Regions from separate parts of the Mus musculus genome. Here region 2 is linked to region 1. Evidence: chromatin contacts called from public Hi-C data. All regions are on one chromosome and are shown on one strand. Each heading gives the region's core, a stretch centred on a gene start, on an enhancer-like site or on the middle of the called end of the contact. The rest is flanking DNA. Distances are from core to core; before and after follow the strand shown.

Region 1 (4,697 bases), core at 468-2,967:
TGGTGCGCAGAATCCCTGAGTTTACTTCCTAGCACCAAGAGAGAGAGGGAGAGAGAGAGAGACATAGAGACAGACAGACAGACAGACAGACAGAGACAGAGACAGAGAGACAGACAGAGACAGACAGAGACAGAGAAAAAGACAGAGACAGAAGAACACAAGTGAATCTGATACAAATTTCCACCTTAGGAAAACAAAACAAAGAGTAAATTGAATCTGAACCAAGCAGAAGGCAATAATAAAGATCATGACAAAAATCAATGATTTGAAATTGAACGATCTGAAAAGCAATAGAGTGAATCAATGAAACTTAGTGAAGCTTTTTTTTAAAAATGGATAAAAACACAAATTACTAATATCAAGAGTGGCATTGCCAATATCAAGATACCACTGTACCTCCCATTACCAGTACAAATCTATCAAGCGCATGCTAATAATTCTGAAATCTAAGGTGAAATGGATCAATACTTAGATAGATACAAACAACCAAAATTGTTCAACAGAAATAATCTCAATAATCAGAACTTTAGGAAAGAAATTTAATCTGTAGTTCAATTCTCTCTCCAGCTAAAGCTTCGCATTTGTGTGGCTTACTTCATGAGTTCTGCCAAGCATTTAGGGAGGAAGTTACATCAATTTTATACCAACTGCTTCACGAAGCACCTCCCAACTTGTTTTATGCCATCATTGTACTGACCACATTCAACGCTGTAAGGAAACAAACTGCAGACCCGTGTGTACTTAGGAACCTGAAAGCAAATGCAACAACAAAGCAAAAGTCATTCCCAGTGATAGCTAGCATAGAGATCCAGCATGAGCAAGTGGGACTTAATTCCAAGACTGTAAATCTACCGATTTATAAAATCCAAACAACATGACCTCCACTTCTATCGGGGGACAAGGCCCTATAGGTGATAATGGGACACAGTGGGGCACATGAGTGGTATCAGGATCACCGAACTTCTGTTCCCAATAGAGGTCATTTATATTAATTATGTTTCTCATTGTTGTAACCAAACACCCGACAGAAGCAAATTAAAGAAGGAAGGGTATTTTGGGCTCATGGTTTAAGAAGGGATACAGTCTACCACAGAGGGTAGGCAGGGAAGTGGGCACACGAGGCAGATGGTCACATTGCATCTGAGTCAGGAAGCAGAGAGCTGACAGGAAGTAGAGCTCAGACAGAAACCTCAAGGTTCATCTCCAGCAGCCCACGTCCTGCAGTGAGGCTCTGCCTCTTCAAGGTTCCATAACCTTCTGAAATAGAGTCTCCCATTTGGCACACTTCTCTTGAACCCACAGCCCACGGTGATCTCACAGAACTGCACTGGTAGCCTTTTCTGGTTGTTGTTGAACATAATCACTCAAGAAATTCTTAGGAGCTATCTCTGGAGAGCTGGACACAGTTGTGGGTATAATGCTGCCTAGAGAAGAGACACAACAATACCTCCCACAGCCTCCTGGGAAAGATCCAGTCTCAGGCCTCAATCCAGATCAACAGAACCAACACCAGCTCAGAAAAGGACAAGCAAAAAAAATTTTTTTTTCTGAAGAACTTAGCCAACATAGAAGCTTTCTTTAGCGGATAATGCACTTATACAAACATCTGATGACCCCTTTCTTTCTAAAGTGACACTGAGACCTGGGGACTGGCTGTTCTTCTCTTGACAAGAGGTCCTGTTACAACAATCCCCTAGAACTGAATCACAGACTGGTACAGGCCTGCCAAGAATCCTGACTCACCAGCCAAATGGTACTCCAAGGACACCCAAGGACATGGCTGGAGCTGCAGCCACCTGTGAAGCAAACTGAGAACCAAAAGGCTGCCCAGACCCAGGCTCGGTCTGTGGGATGTTTGCTGGGAAGGTCAGCCAGATCTCAGTTCCACCCTCCTCACCTCTTATGTCTTTAGTGGCTAGTTTTAGTTCTCAAAGCTAACTAGAACACCAAATTCCTTTCACTAAGACTCAGACTAAGACACAGACTTAAAAGAATGAGGAAAACCTGCCTTTATGGGAACTTTGGAAAATTAAAAGAACTGAACAGCAGTCAGAATTGCAAAGCTGGTAATATATATTTTATAAGGGTTAACTTTCTCATACTTCCTTTTATAGAGCAAGAGATATTTGAATTCCTCTTCTAGTCAAAGAGGGAAAGTAAGCCTTGAACCTCCAAATTTACTCAACAATCAGATCAGCTCAACCCGAAATCTCACAAATTCCATCTTAGACCTGTCAAGGTCACATATGCCCATTGTCAACACAAGTTAGTTCTCAGTAGCCTGCCCTCCTGGAATCCCGAACCATGTCAGTCAGGCATTTAGCCCAGGACACCATGAGCAGCTTGGATGCTGTGTACACTTAAGTTTCTACCCATCTTGGGGTGTGGGGAATCGATTCAACTCTTCAGCTGTGTCACATCACATGGTCCCTGGTAAAATGTTTCACCAACGAGTTTAGTGTAGAAGGCAAGACGAGCTTAGCAAAGCTTTTAGTTATACTACGCACTTGATGCTGTATTAACTGCTCCTGAAGTCAAGACAGAGGATACAGTCCCCGAACAGTTGTCTCCATCCCTAGTCAAGTTAATTCCATCTTTTTTTCCTGTTTTCTTCAAAGGCCTTATGCACTAACCCTTTCCCTGTGGCTGTTTACCCATCAGAAGCCTCACTCAGCAGAGGAGGAGCCCTCTTGTGGCCAAGATGGTATCTTATTTGTCCGTAGAGGCCCAGATCCCAGCATGGTGCCTGTCACGTAGACTCAATAAATGTTGAACGAATGGGCAACGTCCTGCTATGTGAATGAGAATATTCTCCAGTAAGTGTGCCGTCCTAACGATCTTCTCTGAGGGCATTGGCCTGCTGTTTCCCCGTGGTGTTAGAAATGGAGAAGGCTGACTGAATAATTCCACGGCTTCCTTCTGAGCTCTTCCCTTAGACACAGACCACTGTCAGGTTGCTAATACTGTTTCCCTGGGCCCACCACGAAGGATGCCGAGCCTTATCACTCTAAGGTGTTTGCTTCACGTAGCAACTTGCTTTTTAATGAGCTTGTTTATCTCACCATCTCGGATGTTAATGTGGTCGGGAGGGAAGCATGCTGATTGACTATTACCAAGCAAAGTGGAAAGCCTCCAGGGAGAGCATCAGCTACAAGCTATGTGCTAACAATTATTCAATAACCAAATTTTCTTAAAAGAGAGAGAGAGAGAGAGAGAGAGAAACAACACAAGAAGAAGTTGGAAAAAGCACAAAATGAGCCACAGAAAAATAGGACAAGTTTGAAAGTTGCTCACATATCCAACTCTCAGCTTCTAGCTGGAGCCTGCTGGACTGTAAAGTGACTTCTGGCACGTCTACTTTACAGAGAGAAAATAATCCTAGGCATAAAGAAAGGTAGGTTTAAGGCCCACTGCTCCATCTTTCTCAATCTTTCCTTTTCTGATTTGCTTTCATGGTAGCAGTCTGGTTGTTGACATCTGGCATTTTCTTACAGGACAGCTCCAGCTCGTTGCTCTGTATTTGCAAACTTCCCCCCAGCCCCCTCTAGATGAGTTCTCTACTCTGTGATATGATGTGACCATAGGCTGGTCTCATTGTCAGCCTAGCCTAGGCTGCTTTCCTTCTGCCTTCTACTGGACTCAGCTTCTCCTGTCCGGTGCCGCTACAGTACCAAGTCCCATCACAGAAACTTCATGCTTCGAGGGCAGTCACTGCTGCCAGAGTTCCTTCCTCTCAATTGTCCCTAATAACATTGTCTTTCTCCCAAAGTCTTTGAGATTATAACTGCCTCTCTCTATGGCTAAACTCTGTGTGCCTCCATACATCTTATCTGTTGTTTTAACCTTGTTCACACTTCTGTAGTTTTTAAATTCACATTTCTTAATTTGCACTACCTATTTGGTATAGGTTATTTATGCAAATATTATGCAAATAATATACATCAAATCAGCAGTGACACCTAGCTGTCACTTTTCATTTCCTAGTTCTCTATAGGTTTTGGTAGCTTACCCCATCCTTCCATCAACATGTTTGGGCCTCCACTGTAATCAAATCCTTATCCACAATGTATAATTAAGGAAAGTGTGACTCTGAAGCTAAGCCACTTATCCAAAGGTATTTAGACATCTAATTACTTTTTCCTAAGGAAAAACAACTTCATGCAAAAATAACACAAACATACTCTGAAACAGGAAGAAACTTTAAATTCTCCTTAGGGAGGTGAGGAAAGACAAGAACAAAGCAAAAATTAAAAAAAAAATGTGTGTGTGGAGTGGATGGGTGGACTGATCTCAGAGAGAAGCCAGGCCATTTCTCTATGGCAGGCACCTACTAGAAAGACTGTGTGCCTGTAGGTTCAGTAGTTTGGAGAAACTGTCTCAGATAGTGATGCACATTTGTCTGGCTGTCTTATTTGAAGCAAGCACAGCAACTGGAGGGAGTGAGAGATTGGAGAGAAAGGGGGTGGGCTGGCATTCATCCATCTCAAAGGCGGGGGAGGTGAATTTCTCCATTTAGAAAACACAGTTGGATGACATGACATGGCCAGGGTAGAACAGTCCTTCAAGGCTTGTGGTCGGAAAGCAATTGAAGATGCCCAGAAGTCTTATTTGCAAACATGCATCCCTGTCTTTCATCCTCGCTCAGCTCCTCTCGGGCAAATGGAGCATTTGTTTCAATCTCAGGGCAACTCTGCTAG
Region 2 (4,790 bases), core at 1,816-4,315, 91 kb after region 1:
CCTAAGAAATGCTCACCTCAGAATTGTTGCTTCTCTGTGATACATTAAGTAGTTCCTTAATCGATCATTGTAATAGTAATCATATTCTTGACAAGAACTTGAGCACATAAAAATACCACACACACACACACACAGGACTTCCACCTCTAGAGTTGTGAAGGGGCAGGAGAAGTTACCAATGACATTACACACTGAGGGAGAGATGACTGTAACCCAACAGAAGTCGGTCTTTTATGGTGTTAGGAAAGGAAAGGTATGTATATCTAGGAAATGCTCACCTTGCATGGAGGGGGTGTGTCTGAAGATTCCTTGGACCTCTCCTTCAGCTAGGTCACCTAGAAAAAGGGATCACAGATGTGCTGGGAATATGTGCACGTCGATTATGATGGTGAGGGACGTCTCATTTCATTCTCTACAACCTTGCAAATTGAGTTTAATTTCACCACTCAGTAGACAACATAAGACCAGAGGATTTAAGCAGCTATTCAAATTTATTGAGCCAGTAGGTTATGAAGCTTGGATCTGAAGCCAAGGCTATCTGCCTCCACAGTTCTCTCTCATTTATTGTGCACAAAACACAATAAATTATCTCTTGGTCTCTGGGACTCAGGAGTTAGTGAACACATTTGAGGATTGAATTTTAAGACATGAAACCCTGTGAACCAGGGAGAAATAAGAATACAAAGCAGATAAGTAGAGCAATACTGACCAACAGTACAGATGTTCCCCTGATGTGGAATCTCCTAGGAAATCCTACCCAGAACTATGCCTTCCAAAATAAAATCTTATCATTATTTGTAGCAGAATGATGTCACATAATTTCACAATGAGATCTAAGTAGAAATGCAGACCTAAAGGAAGCTTTCAGAAACCTTCCAAAGCAAACCTGACATGTACCCTTTTTCCTTCCTCATCTCTTCAAACCTCTTTCTTGTCGAATGGCTAGAGGATGTGTTAGTTATTTGCCTCATTGTAACATCAAGACACCTGAGAAGAGTGGCTTAAGGAGTGAAGAGTTTATTTTGGCACGTGATTTCAAGGAAGGATTTTCAAGTCCTTCTCGACAGAGGTTTGTCCTCATCTCTCTCTCCTTCTCATGCCATACAGGACTCTAGTCTATGAAATGGTACTGCCTACATTTATAGTGTGTCTTTACACCTCAAAAACCTGATCTAAATAATCCCTCTTAGACATATAAAGAGATTTGTCCCCATAGTGATTCTAAATCCACTCAGGTTCACGGTCAAGATTAAACACAATAGCGCTACCTCCTGGCCAACCTGACACCCAAACACATCACTTTGAAACCATAATTTTCTACTCATGGTCCTCATAGACTCACATTCATCTTGTAATGCAAGATGAATTTCAACCGCAAAGGTCCCCACAGTCTTAAAGAGTTGTAACACTTTAATAGTAGCAGAGTCCAAACTTCTTCTGAGACTCCAGGCAAGCTCTTAACCAAAGCTCCTATAAAATCAAACCTAACCCTGTGTTACATGCCTGTCACAGAATAAACATTTCCACTTGACATCTATTAAGCACAATGTATGAATGGGGGAAACATCAAATCCTGACGCTCTGTGTCTCTCGTGGAAGTGAATGCCCATTCTTTTTCTTGTTTATCTGCAGCTCCCTCTCGTCTTCTTCGCTAACATCGGCGCATGAACACACCATCCATTCACCCATGCTCACATTTCCTTCCAACTACTTCATCCCTTCTTTGTTCCTCTTCAAAACTCCTGAATGTTCTCTACCTCTGCTGTCTTCAAATGCTTCCTTCCTGTTTTCTGTGGTGCTAATGACATAGAAACTAAAGACCTTGAATTGTTGAGTCCAGGGCTCAATTATATATTCTCACCTTAATTGATCCATCAGTAATATTTGGCACTCTACTTGGAGCAAATTCTCTACTTGGAAACACTGTCAGACACACTTGAACTTCTCTCCTGAGAGCTGGTCACCTTTCCTTTCCCTGGATGGTAAGCCTCCCTTCAGCTGTGTAGTTGTTTAAGAAACATTCCTAAACTCTTTTCTATTTTAGGGGGAAAGACTCACAATACTGCCCAAGACGATCTCTAACTATAAATCCCAGGCCCAACTTGAGATCTGCCTTCTTTAGCCTCCTTGGTGTTGTGATTTACAAACAGGTACCACCACGCAGAGCTTCGCTCTTTCTATTCCACACCTAAATGTGTTCCCACTGGGAATTCATCCAAACTCATGGCTAAGAAGCCTATAAAACTGGCTATGCATGGAAAACTTCTATAGTTACAAATAACATCTATATTAACTCTCTTTCAAAGCATGTTCTACTGGCATGTCACCTTCCCAGTGAGACTTTGACAAACCATATTTCTGATGCAACCTAGGGACAGTGAAATTTAAAAATAAGTAAAGTCCTTTGCTTCCAACTTGTGAACTTGTGCTGAATCCCCATGACCAACACTGTAGGCAAGAACGCTCCTACAGGTTGTCTTCTGACATCTTTTCACACAGGGGCGGGTGTGTGTGCGCGCGCACACACACACACAGTGTAACATTTAAAAAGATACTGTCAACTTCTACTTCATCAGAATAGCCCCTTCCATCTCCCTTACTTTATTCTCCTTCATAATACTTTTTATTTGTTATTATGTTGTATATTTATTTATGTTTCCAAGTCCTGGACTGTGGCTTTATGAGGACATGGACTTTTGTTTCTATATAGCTATAGTCTTAGAATTTGGAATAGGGTCACACATAGGAAGCACTTAATAAATATTGTTAAAAGAATGAATGGGTAGATGTTCTTCCAAGTGATAGCAAAATATTAACAAAATTGTATTTGCAAGCATTCATTCTTATACAAAATTGGTGGCTCTAATAACAACATCTGTATTCTTACTTCTAAAATGTTTCATTTCCTTGAGCCTCTCACCTGTTACTATATTTTTAGCTTTCAAAATGCCCACACAGATATTCCCTACAGAATCCTAAAAGTTGCAAATATGAGAGACAGATGTCCACTCTCAAAGAGCTTGACTCCCTAACCACCGGAACCTGCAGATGTCTATTATACAGCAAAGGGAACTCTATAAACTTCCTGTTTTCAAGCATACAGCAGGGGAAGGACACACCTCATTATACCTATGGACCCAAACTGATTACATGAGCCCTCTAGCTGGAAGAAGAAGTAGGCATTAGAAAGAGCAATGAGTGTCCATTGCTGGCCTTGGAAGAAGCCATTAAGTCAGAGAGTGAAAACATCTCATGGTTTGGAAGAAAACTGTCAAGTTCAAGGAGGTAAATTCTGCCAACCACCTGAGCAAGCCTAGGAATAAGCTCTGCCCAAGAACATCCAAATAAGAGTTCTGCCTGGTCAGCATCTCAACTTAGCATTTTAAACATCTTAACAGAGAACCCAGCTGAGCCATCCTGGACCTGTGCCTAGCGGCAAGGGACAAAGAATCAGTGTGTTTTGAGCCACTGAATGTGACTGTGACAAATGAACACTAATCTACCAAATGGCTATCAGTGAGTGACTGGGAATTCTAAAATACTTGTAACATGGGAATATTCTCTATTGTCCAAAGAGTCCGGTCTACTCTACCAGAGTTGGCTTCCATTGGATTCCTAGAATATCAAACTGATACATTATTAAATGCCTATTGTTAAGTGTCACTTCCTTTTGATTTTCTTTGTGTCAGAACTTTAAAGAAACTAAAATATTGAAGTTCATTCTATATCTACTCCCAGGTTGTAGGGGAAATACTCTCACGCCTTCAGCCTCTGCATCTGCTGAGCTAGGCTTAACTAATGGGCTGGTTTCCTATTAAGCTTCAGGGAAGTCAGTAATGGCTGCTTTCATAGAATTAGCAAATGCCACCAAAACTAAAGGTCAGATCAAGTTGAAATTAAATATAGTATTTCCAGTGGGGCAATGCAGGGTACTTTAAAGAGCAGTCCCCACACACCCCAGCATGCCCTAGCAATGGCTATTCATTGAGCAAAATATCTTGAGTGCTAATGGAATCCAGTTCAACTCTTTGTCAGTCCCTGGCCTTTGCCACCTGTGACCCATATTAGCCACAATAAGTCTATTTTCATCAAGAAAGCCCCTTAAGTGCCCAATGAGAAGAAGGGTCTTGTGGCTGGGTCCATGTTTAAGATCTTACATTCACCCTTGCATGCTTCTCTGCTGCCCCCAACACAGCCAGCATTCAGTATCAGCAAAGCAGGAAGCTGGACATTTGTTTATCTTTTCAAGTTGCTTTGGCTGTGAAGGGCAGAGAAACAAAAAAGGATGGGCAAAGGGTGTAGCTGGGCTGAGTCTGCAGAAAACTCCAGAAGTGGAGTGAAGCAGGCAGTGTGTGAAGCAGAAGGAATACACAAATGTGGAGCCAAGCTATTGATGATGCACATCTTAGCTCTGCCACTTATAAAGTCTGTGTTCTTGGATGTACTTTTAGCCTCTGGTTTGTTCATCCACTCAGTGAGGATAGTAATAAAAACATGAATTGAATTAATATGCATTACTATTCCAACGTATTTTATCTGTTTTCTCTTCTTTTTTATCCAATGGTATTTATTACCATCTGGCATCTGCATGTTCTGTGTATATGGATGAATATTTGTCTCTATCTCCTCTATCCTATATGTGATGGAAGGCTCATGACAGTAGGGATATTCTCCGCTCTCTGCCATCTCCACTGTGATGGATTCCATCCAGAGTGTCAGCTAAAACAAAACCTTCTTCCTTCAATTGCTTTTGTCACACCAATTTAAAAAGTAGTTGAGACAGGAAATTG

What was found. A called contact is a pair of places that touch in the nucleus more often than the background predicts.
Region 2: a contact with region 1 is called in a Hi-C map of rod photoreceptor, with 1.7 times the contacts expected there. The contact joins two enhancer-like sites. A contact is called at or near these places in 1 of 39 promoter capture datasets (the C10 cell line), 2 of 15 datasets of contacts at CTCF or cohesin (large pre-B cells and pro-B cells), 20 of 484 Hi-C or Micro-C datasets (the C10 cell line, DN3 thymocytes, the G1E-ER4 cell line and 14 more) and 1 of 115 datasets of contacts at active chromatin or transcription factors (large pre-B cells).

What each region holds. Positions count from the first base shown.
Region 1 is chr1:166,792,119-166,796,815 of GRCm38.p6, forward strand. No RefSeq gene overlaps it. Among named protein-coding and RNA genes, the nearest start is that of Gm33404, 61 kb to the right of the region's middle. Within about 2 kb of position 1,718, at least 59 of the 459 cell types and tissues checked have an H3K27ac peak or open chromatin away from gene starts, as enhancers often do. A contact at or near this core is called in pro-B cells, where this site is marked.
Region 2 is chr1:166,882,151-166,886,940 of GRCm38.p6, forward strand. No RefSeq gene overlaps it. Among named protein-coding and RNA genes, the nearest start is that of Gm33404, 29 kb to the left of the region's middle. Within about 2 kb of position 3,066, at least 4 of the 459 cell types and tissues checked have an H3K27ac peak or open chromatin away from gene starts, as enhancers often do. A contact at or near this core is called in pro-B cells, where this site is marked.